Regions from separate parts of the Anser cygnoides genome. Here region 1 is linked to region 2. The links are chromatin contacts, called in public Hi-C maps. All regions are on one chromosome and are shown on one strand. The core of a region is the stretch at or near the end of the contact, and the rest is flanking DNA. Distances in the headings are between cores, read along the strand shown.

The links. Hi-C and Micro-C count contacts between places; a contact is called where the count stands out from the background.
Region 1: a Hi-C map of liver shows a contact between it and region 2, with 9 times the contacts expected there. The contact joins the promoter of LOC106034146 here to the enhancer-like site in region 2. A contact is called at or near these places in 2 of 7 Hi-C or Micro-C datasets (both in liver).

What each region holds. Positions count from the first base shown.
Region 1 is chr1:200,919,971-200,923,883 of Taihu_goose_T2T_genome, reverse strand. It overlaps LOC106034146 (transmembrane 4 L6 family member 1-like), which reads right to left and starts at 1,436. Exons shown (of 6, transcript XM_048076519.2): 1 at 805-1,436.
Region 2 is chr1:200,862,041-200,866,626 of Taihu_goose_T2T_genome, reverse strand. All of the region lies in intron 1 of PANX1 (pannexin 1), which reads left to right. Among named protein-coding and RNA genes, the nearest start is that of PANX1, 7.8 kb to the left of the region's middle. Within about 2 kb of position 3,321, at least 3 of the 3 cell types and tissues checked have open chromatin away from gene starts, as enhancers often do. A contact at or near this core is called in liver, where this site is marked.

The DNA.
Region 1 (3,913 bases), core at 187-2,686, 59 kb before region 2:
GTCATTACCTATTGTTTATATAATGCTCAAAATTGGGCAGGGCATTTTGCAAGCATCTGGAAAAAAGCCCTGACTTAAAAAGATAAAAATCTGACCAGACTGGCAATGTGCAAAGGAAGGATGAAGCAGGGAGGGGATGGAAGGAAAAAAAAAAAAAAAAAAGGTATTTTAACTGTCTTTCTCCAAGCGCCAAATGCATTTGGTATTTTTTATTATGTTGACCTTTGCCTGCTCTCCCGTTTCATTCCCACTTTTGCTTTTCCACTCGTTTGCCCAGCTTCACCTGCTCCCCCCGCAGAGAGGAGCGAACAAGCACGGGCACAGCCTTTTCTCCTCGCGTACAGCTCGGTCTTGTCGGGGAGCTGCACGCTCTCCTCCGCATCTCTCGCACGTAGCTGCAGGGCCTAATTCTCACCTGGAGCTCGGGAGCAGGACGCCGCTTTGGCTGGGAGAGCGCAGGTTTACGCCGGGAAGGATCCGGCCCTGACCTATCTCAACACCAATTCACACTGCAAGGAGAATTCAGGCAACCGTCAATCGCCAGATCTAACGAGAGCCTCCACCACCAAAATCAACGCAGCTCTGTGACCTGTGCACATCACAGAGAGGATCTGGCCGTGTTATTACAGCTTAGGAAAACACTCTGGGTTGCCAGAAGCGCTCAAAATGCTTTATTAATTCAGCAAACAAAAGCACTCTCTGCAGCTTCGTTAGGCGAGGCGCTGAGAGTGAGCTTCTAATTTCAAGCTAGGGCTTTAGAAAGTTTTGTTTTGTAATGCTGAGAGAAGAAATACCACTGCTTACCTTTTATACGGGCCTAAGATGGCCTCCAGGCCCCAGAGCTTCCCACGGCCTGCGTCCAGCTTCCCAGCTCCCCTTTCCTGGAGCGTGGCAGCCCGAGAGAGGCACACCGATGTTTTCGGGTGATGGCCTCTGTTAAACAAATAGTGGTTCCTCTCCAGAGAATGAGGAAATACCCCAACTTGTTGCTGGTTGGCCAGCACGAGGTTTGCGCGCCACCCTGCCCGATCGATTACTTGAGGGCAGCGTTCCAGCGGTCAATGCCTCAGCCCCCCAGGACATGAATTTGGGATCGGTGGAGCCCTCTCCACTGCCAAAACCATTTCGGCTATGTGCAGTTGTAGAGGGGAGGAGAGGCACATGAAGAGGAGCACCCTGTGCTGTGCAGAAAGCGCGGTCAAAGCACAAGGCAGTGGTACAGCAAACTCCATCAGTCGGTGCAGAGTCATCTTCCGCACAGCAGGCTTTTGTTGGTTAAAGTTTGGCTTTGGCTTTGCTCCAAAGCATGCTGCTTTCAGCCCAAAAGGGAGGGTAGGAGTGATAGCTCAAGGGGTGAGAGACAAGGGCAGATAACAATCTCATAGGGGAGTAAGGTGTGGTTTGGGGATTATTCCCACTCTTCACCTCACTGGCTTTCTTCTTTCAGTAACCTCTTCTTGTCTTTGGAGAAAAATTCTCACTGTGAAAGATTGGTCACGTAGGGTGGAATCCATCTCACATGACTGTAGATGTCTGTGAGGCACGTCACACCAGGATGCCTTTATTCCCGGTGAAACATGCACTTTCAAGGGAAAAATTACCCAACCTATTTTAGGAGCTACTGTAGGGTTACAACGAATGCAGGTGTTACAAAGGTGCAGGAATCTCAATGCATATTCAAGCATAGATGATGGTATCTGTGGTCAGATGGATCCCACCCACGAGGACTTACAAGTGTGGCAGGGTGGCTGTAAAAGCACAGGGGCAAAGCCTGAGACTCCAGACCCCAGGTTGCATGTTTAATACCACCAGAATCAGAGGATGCAGGGAAAATTGTCTTCAACCTGACTCATGGTAGTGAAAAACCTTTAAAAAGCCCATAGAGTGATCTCAGGCAAATAAACTTCATTACAGTAAAAATGGCAAAAGTGAGAGAAGCAGCTGAACTACTGAATCCATGCCCCAAACTTCAGCTGGTGTCAGTGGCAACAGCATTTCACCCTGTTTCATGTGGTGGTGCTTCAACTCCATGGAAAAGAAACAAAGAATTAATCAAAAAGGTGAGGTTTGCAAGCAACTCTCAGGTAATCCTTGAAAGGGCAAAGGCACAGAGCCTAATGGCATTTAAAGTCTTCAATTTATAACAATTTAAAGACCGTCATCAGCTTGCACTGACAGCTGGGGCATGTGGAGTGAGACTGCCAGCTTTTGTAAAGAGTTAAGAAGCAAATAAGGAAATTTCATAATGATATTTAAGATGAACCTCCCTGTAAATCTCATATGCTGGTTGCTAGGAGTTTTGATAGACTCCTGTTTTGCACATAATATCTCTAAGATGCCATGTTTTCCATTTTCATCTAGCCAAAAGTCTCCTTTGGGGTCAGCATCCGTGACCTTGATTCAGTTTTTCTTTTATTTTCCCTGGCTCAAAGACCTCTGGGACAGCGTACAAGGTCCATGTCTGCACTTTCTCATCCAAGCTGTGTTCCTATCTCTGTATATTTCTTTACTGACCATTTTTAAATTTCTTCTCTTCACCTTCCAAAGCCTATCTCATCTGATCATTTAGTGTGTAGACTTAATACCTAGACTTAACTGTGTCTGTCTCAAATACCCCTCAGTGCCTTTTGCCACTGAATACTTAATAGTTTTTTCAAGCAAGTGCATAATGAACAGAATCAATATTGTGCCAGTTTTGTGCTTTTTAATTAATCTACAGCAACCTGTTGTCTTTTGTGCTACTACAAAGATTTTAAACTGTTTAGGATGAGTTCAGTGCTTTCATCTGTGTTTGTGCAACAATTTTCACTCCAGGGCTTAACCGATGACTAGAGCTTCTAGCCATTAAAGAAAAATAAAAATGCTGGTAAGCTGTATTAAACACAATTCTATCTTCAGGAATATTTTTAGACTTACAGATTACTGAGTGGGATCTGTATTCAGTCTTTGATGAGAACTGAACCAAATTCTTTCTCAGTCCATCTTGAAATACAGAAATACAGTTCTTGTTCTGCCCTTCTCTGTGATCTCCAAGGGAAAGGAGTTAAAACGCAGGAGAAGGCCCATTTTATGCCTGCTGAAGATCTTTCCACTGGAATGAGAATAGCAGCACAGAACGAAGCAGAGCACAGGAAAGTTGTTTAAATCCCCAAACTGAAAGTTTGTGTTATCTCCAGAGAGCTCGGCTCTTACCTGTGTTTCTGAAGTGATAGACACCCTGGAGAAATGGAAACAAACAGACAGAAACCATAAAATACTTAGAAGAACAGGATTTTGTCTGTGAACTGTTTTGCAGCTAAGCTGAGTGTATACAATTGTGTACATCTATTTTTCCCCCTGCAGTATTGACTTTGAAGGCAACGAAAGCATTTTGTGTTCCACTGATCAATGTCTCCTGATTATATTGACTTGCTGTGCATGAGCTCTGGTCCTCCTTTTATTTCTTTTTAGCCACAAACTCTTTATTAATTTTCCAGTTATGTGTAGTAGCCTGGACACTGAGAGAAGAGACGTAAATATGCAAAACCTCCTGTTCATCGTGCTGGGAATGAAAACAGTTCCAGCCCTGCAATTTCCCAGGGTGGTGCACTGCGTGAGTTAGAAGCTGAAGAATTACAGCCCCGTGCAGGTTTCTGAAGGGCATATCTGACTGCCCACTTTGTCTATTAATAGATGTGTCCCATTTGCAGTGCAATAAACAGAAAATGCCCTATTTGCTGTTGATACTGTGCGTCAAAAAGGATCCAGGCAGTTCTATTGTCATTTATTCGAGTATAAATCTGGAGTGTAAATCTCATAGGTGCACAGTGATGCTCTGCCCAGTTCAATTTATTCCACTTTGGCACCAGGGCACAAACAATCTCTTGTTGCTGTTTCCTATGACATTTTGTTGGTAATGTTTTCTTCCACTGAA
Region 2 (4,586 bases), core at 2,072-4,571:
ATGGCAGCTGCTGGCTGGGAGCTTGGAGAGCATTTCCAAGTGCTGCCGGAGCAGGCTGAGCTCTGCTCATCTTGCACTTTGTTGCTGAAACTGGGAGCGGTAATGGGGGGACTGAGTCAACCAGCATCTGCCCAGAGCAGCGCTTCTCAGCCCCCTCCGAACTGTGAACTCCGAAGCATCTTGTGTTAGTGGTGCCGACCCAGAAGAGCAACCTTCAGCTCCCTGCTGCAGGCTCTGCTCTTGGTTTTGCCCCCTGGCTCCCCTTAAAGACCTCTTTGGGAGCAGGCTGGGGGCCAGGGACTGGAAACCACCAGTGCAGAGAAATTTTAGGACACGCTAATGTCACCGTGGATGTGGCAGCTATTTGCTGATTATGTTTTTTCCATGGCAGCCTATGCCGTGCTGCTCTTTGCCATGTAAAGAGCCTTCAGCAAAAAGGAGAAGATAAAGCCATCAGGGACAGGCCTGCCCAGAGAGCTGGGGCAAACCTCTAACACCGTTTGCTTCAACATCAAGTCTAAATTGTCTTTGGGTGAACATCTTCCATCTGCTGGTGAGGAGAATTTTTTCTGCTTTAATTCTACAGAGCCAGCTTTTAATTTCCTACAGAAATGACAGAAAGCTGCTTTGGGGGCCAGAATGCGTTTTAAAAGCCCTCTGGCATTGCCAAAGGTTTGGGGTAACAGCAATGTGGGCAGGGGAGCCAAAGGTCCTTAGCCACTGTTCTGAGATGTTGCTCCTTCTTCAGGTGAAGGGACATTTTTTATATTTCTTTATATCTCACTGGTGGGAATTTCATGTACAAGTTCTTTTTCCCATGATTAAAGAAAATTCTGTCACTCTGAAGGCATTCCTGACAAATACCTTGCTCTTTTCCCACTGCATGATTTTGAGACTTCTCTGAGGAATAGCTGGCAGCCCCAAGGAGAGGGACAGATCCTTGCTGGCTCCTCTGACCCACTCTACTTAAATATTGCATCACCTGGGCTTTATGTTCTGCTGTCAGAGTAAACCTTGGTGAACAGAGCAGTTTTTTTTTTTTTCCTGTGCACCCATGTATCTCTCTATAATTCCTTCATAAACAAGGTGATTACTCTCCTTCACCCAACCTGCCACTTTGGTCCATAAGAAGCGTCTATAAACCTAATAAAACCATTCCTTCCTGTCTGCTCCTGATGCATGTGTGCACACCCACGCGTACAGTCTCTTCTTTGGCATGCATTGGAACATTTTATTTTAATTATAATTAATTTTTTTTTTAAATGTCAATGTAAAGAATGTGCATTGGGCGGTGCCTGGCATTCTGTACGTTGTGTACATGTTGCTTGATTTTCTTGTTTGTGGGGTTTTCTTTAGTGGCTGCTAAAGTAGCTAATTCTTCCAAGATAAAAACAGATATTTGCATATCATAGCTGGTTCATTTTGCCTAGTGCAACATTGTATAGTAATTAATAGCCAGGTTTCCATCTAAGCCTATGCAAATCTTTTCGCAGTGATTGCAGTGTAGTAGAAAGCAAGTAATTGTTTACTGAAGGTTTAATCCTGTTACCTACAAACCACCTGATCTTGGTTTAGGAAAAATGGCTCAGCCTATGATTAACGTTGATTCTTGGAAGCACTCTCTGTTAGTTGAGTTTCTTAATTAGATGCCAAAGTAGGAAGGGAGGTGCTGAGCCACCGGGGAGGGAACCAGTCCTGCTTGCTGGGCATCCCCTCCTGGCGAGGGATGGGTGCGCGGCCTGGGGTGCTGGCCCTCTGCGGGTGTCACTTTGCCCACCAGTGAGGCAGTCACATACAGAAGTGGGACTCTCCTTCTGACCTGGGATTTTCCTTGGGAGGCTGGAAGTGTCTTTTTGTAGGTAGGCTGCTGTTTTGGAAAGCACCTACGAGGGCAGCAGGGTGGGAGCAGCAGAATTGACTTAAATCCTGCTCGTTTGGCATCAGTAGCAATATTTCCAACTCCAGTTGGGCCAAAGGAGCCAGCGTGGGCTTGCTGAGCCCTGAGGAATCCCAGCTGGGATGGAGACATCCTCTCTCAGCCACCTGATGACCAATTAGTCCCAAATGAGCCTGCAGGACGTAGGCAAGGCTCGGAAAGATGTCACCAGGACAGGGCCTCCGCCTGTGGCCTATCCCACGCTGGGTTTTCCAGCACTGGATATGAGCTGCAGAGCAAGCAGCAGCAGGAGATGGGGCTCCTCCTGCCTCAGGCACGAAGGAGACACCTGGGGGTTGATGCCAAACCAGGCGTGAAGCCGCGGCAAGGCCGGGCAGGGTGGCAGCTCGCCTGGCTGCTCCGTGGCGGCGGTGACACAGGCCTGCCCTCTGCAATTCCTGCTGCCAGCGCCAGCTCTAGCTGCAAAAGTGACGTTTTATCACACGCAGGTGCTCATCTGCTGCTGTCACTGCCTTAATTTTCTGCAGCACTCATGCGTGGTCTCTCCTTAGGGCAGCCGCTTTTGTTTTTAATGCTCCTTTCTTGGCAAAAGTCTAAGTCAAATCCCCGTAACTCCCTCCCCGGGGTTGAATCAGTACCAGGAAATGATTAAAAAAACTCTGTAATGATAACTTGGCCAAGGACTGTGTTGTGGCATCTGCTTAATGAAGGCAGCCGTGTATAATTCCTCATCCTTCTTGCACCTCCCTGTCAGTGTTACAGGCTTGGCTGCTGCTTTTCTAATACTTGGGGGAGCAAAGGGGCAGGGGTGTCTTCGTGTGACCAAGTCAGGAGGCTGTCCCTTTGATAGCCGGGGACTGTTTGCCTTCTATAAAGTGCGTGTGTGTGTGCACAGTGGTTCTGGTGAAAGGCATTTAGCCCTTTGCCCAATTTATCCTCCAGTTCAAACTACAGATTTTCACTTCCTCCAGAATGTCCAAACATAAATTGTGTAGATTCATTGCTGTTACTCCTTTGGAGGGGAGAAGGAAAGGAAAAAAAAAAGGTGGAAATTGTGATCATTTTCAGCTGCATTCGGTGGAAATTATGCACAAAAATTCCCTCTCTGTTTAAGTCTTGGCATACTGCGGTTAGCACAAGGTTGTAATTTATATTAACAATTATTTACAGCCAGGACTGCAGTAAGTTAATTAAAAACCAGGGTAATAACCGGAGAGTCCCCAGCTTCTGCTGATGTTTGTCTCTTCTCTGCCGGGCTCCCGACTGAAAGTTACAAAGGTTTCCAAAGTCCCTGCTGAAATGCTGGGGATCTGAGGAGCCAGGCTCGCTGCTCTGCTGCAGCCCTGGGATTGCTGCAGCTGTCCTGGTGGGATGCTGTGCTTGCGCTTCTCTGGAGAAGGAGGCTGGCTGCCTTGCTCATCACTGATTTAAAGACTCCATCACTTTCAGCGGTTTCCCACCCATTCACGAGAACAAACACGTTGTTGTTCTTTTTTGCAGATAGGCAGACACGGATAAGACAGAGCTTCTTGCTGAACCCTTTGCTCACCCTTTGAAAGGGCCACTTGCTTGCTGCTTCACCCAGGGCACAGCCAGCAGCAGGAGGAGGTTTGTGAAGGAGAGCAGAGCAAAAATGATCCCCATGCAGCAGAGAACAGAGACACTCCAATTGCATTCTTTTATTTTTTATTTTTTTTTCATGCAGGATATTTCTTGAGCTTCCACGGATAATAGGAATTTTCTGGAAAGCAGAAACTCCCAAAGCTGTGAGAGAGTGCAAGTGGTTGTGCCGTGCCAAGTTTGTTAAATCATGTGAGCTCTGGTCTGATAAACAGCAACTTGTTTTCCATAAGGGAGGCTTGTGACAGGTCAAACCATGTCATTATGATACTACAGCCTCAGAAATAATTGTAACAGTGATTCATAAAGCAAAGCTTTTATTTATAATGCTTGTTCACTACGCTGCATTGTAAAAAGGCTGTACAAGTTACAAGGCTAGTGCAGTCATCTGTTACAAAAGCAGTTTTATTCTCTAAAAGCTAAGCAGCAAAAAGACACAACGAATGACATAATCTTATACTAAAACCTATTCCTATCAAACACACAGGATTGCCCTCTAGCACTGACTTTGATGAATATGTTAAGGAACGAAGAAGGTAGCAGTACTTCCCCGTTTTGCGCTTTTGACATTTGCATGGTGTTGGAGGAAGCGTTGGAGGCTGTTCTTGGAAGAGGGCTGCTCGTGGAAGAGCTGCCTCCACTTTTTATGTAATCAGTTGGTGAAACAGCTATCCTGTTTCAGCTTCTAGGAATGCTGGCTGGAAACTACTTTTTGCTTTCGCTGTCAAAGCTTCGGAAAGAAAAACAAACCCCCTCAGCCTGTTTTACCAGCTCTCATCTAAGGAGCCACTGATGCTTCACGTCAAGTAACCGCTCTTGCACCTTGAGATATGTTGCAGGAAGACTTAACTGGTGCCTGTAGCTGGTTAGAGCACAATTTGACCCTAAGGCTGAGGCTGGCTAAACAGCTGCTCTTGCTGACAATTAGTGCCTTGATCTTCAATCTGAAGCTCTGGAGCAGCTGGAGAAGTTTTGGGAGTAAGCGGAGATGACTGTGGTGTGTCTAGTCATGGTCTTGGTCCTGCCAGGAGTTACAGCAGGGAGTCCCTGTTTTCATAGGGGTAACCAG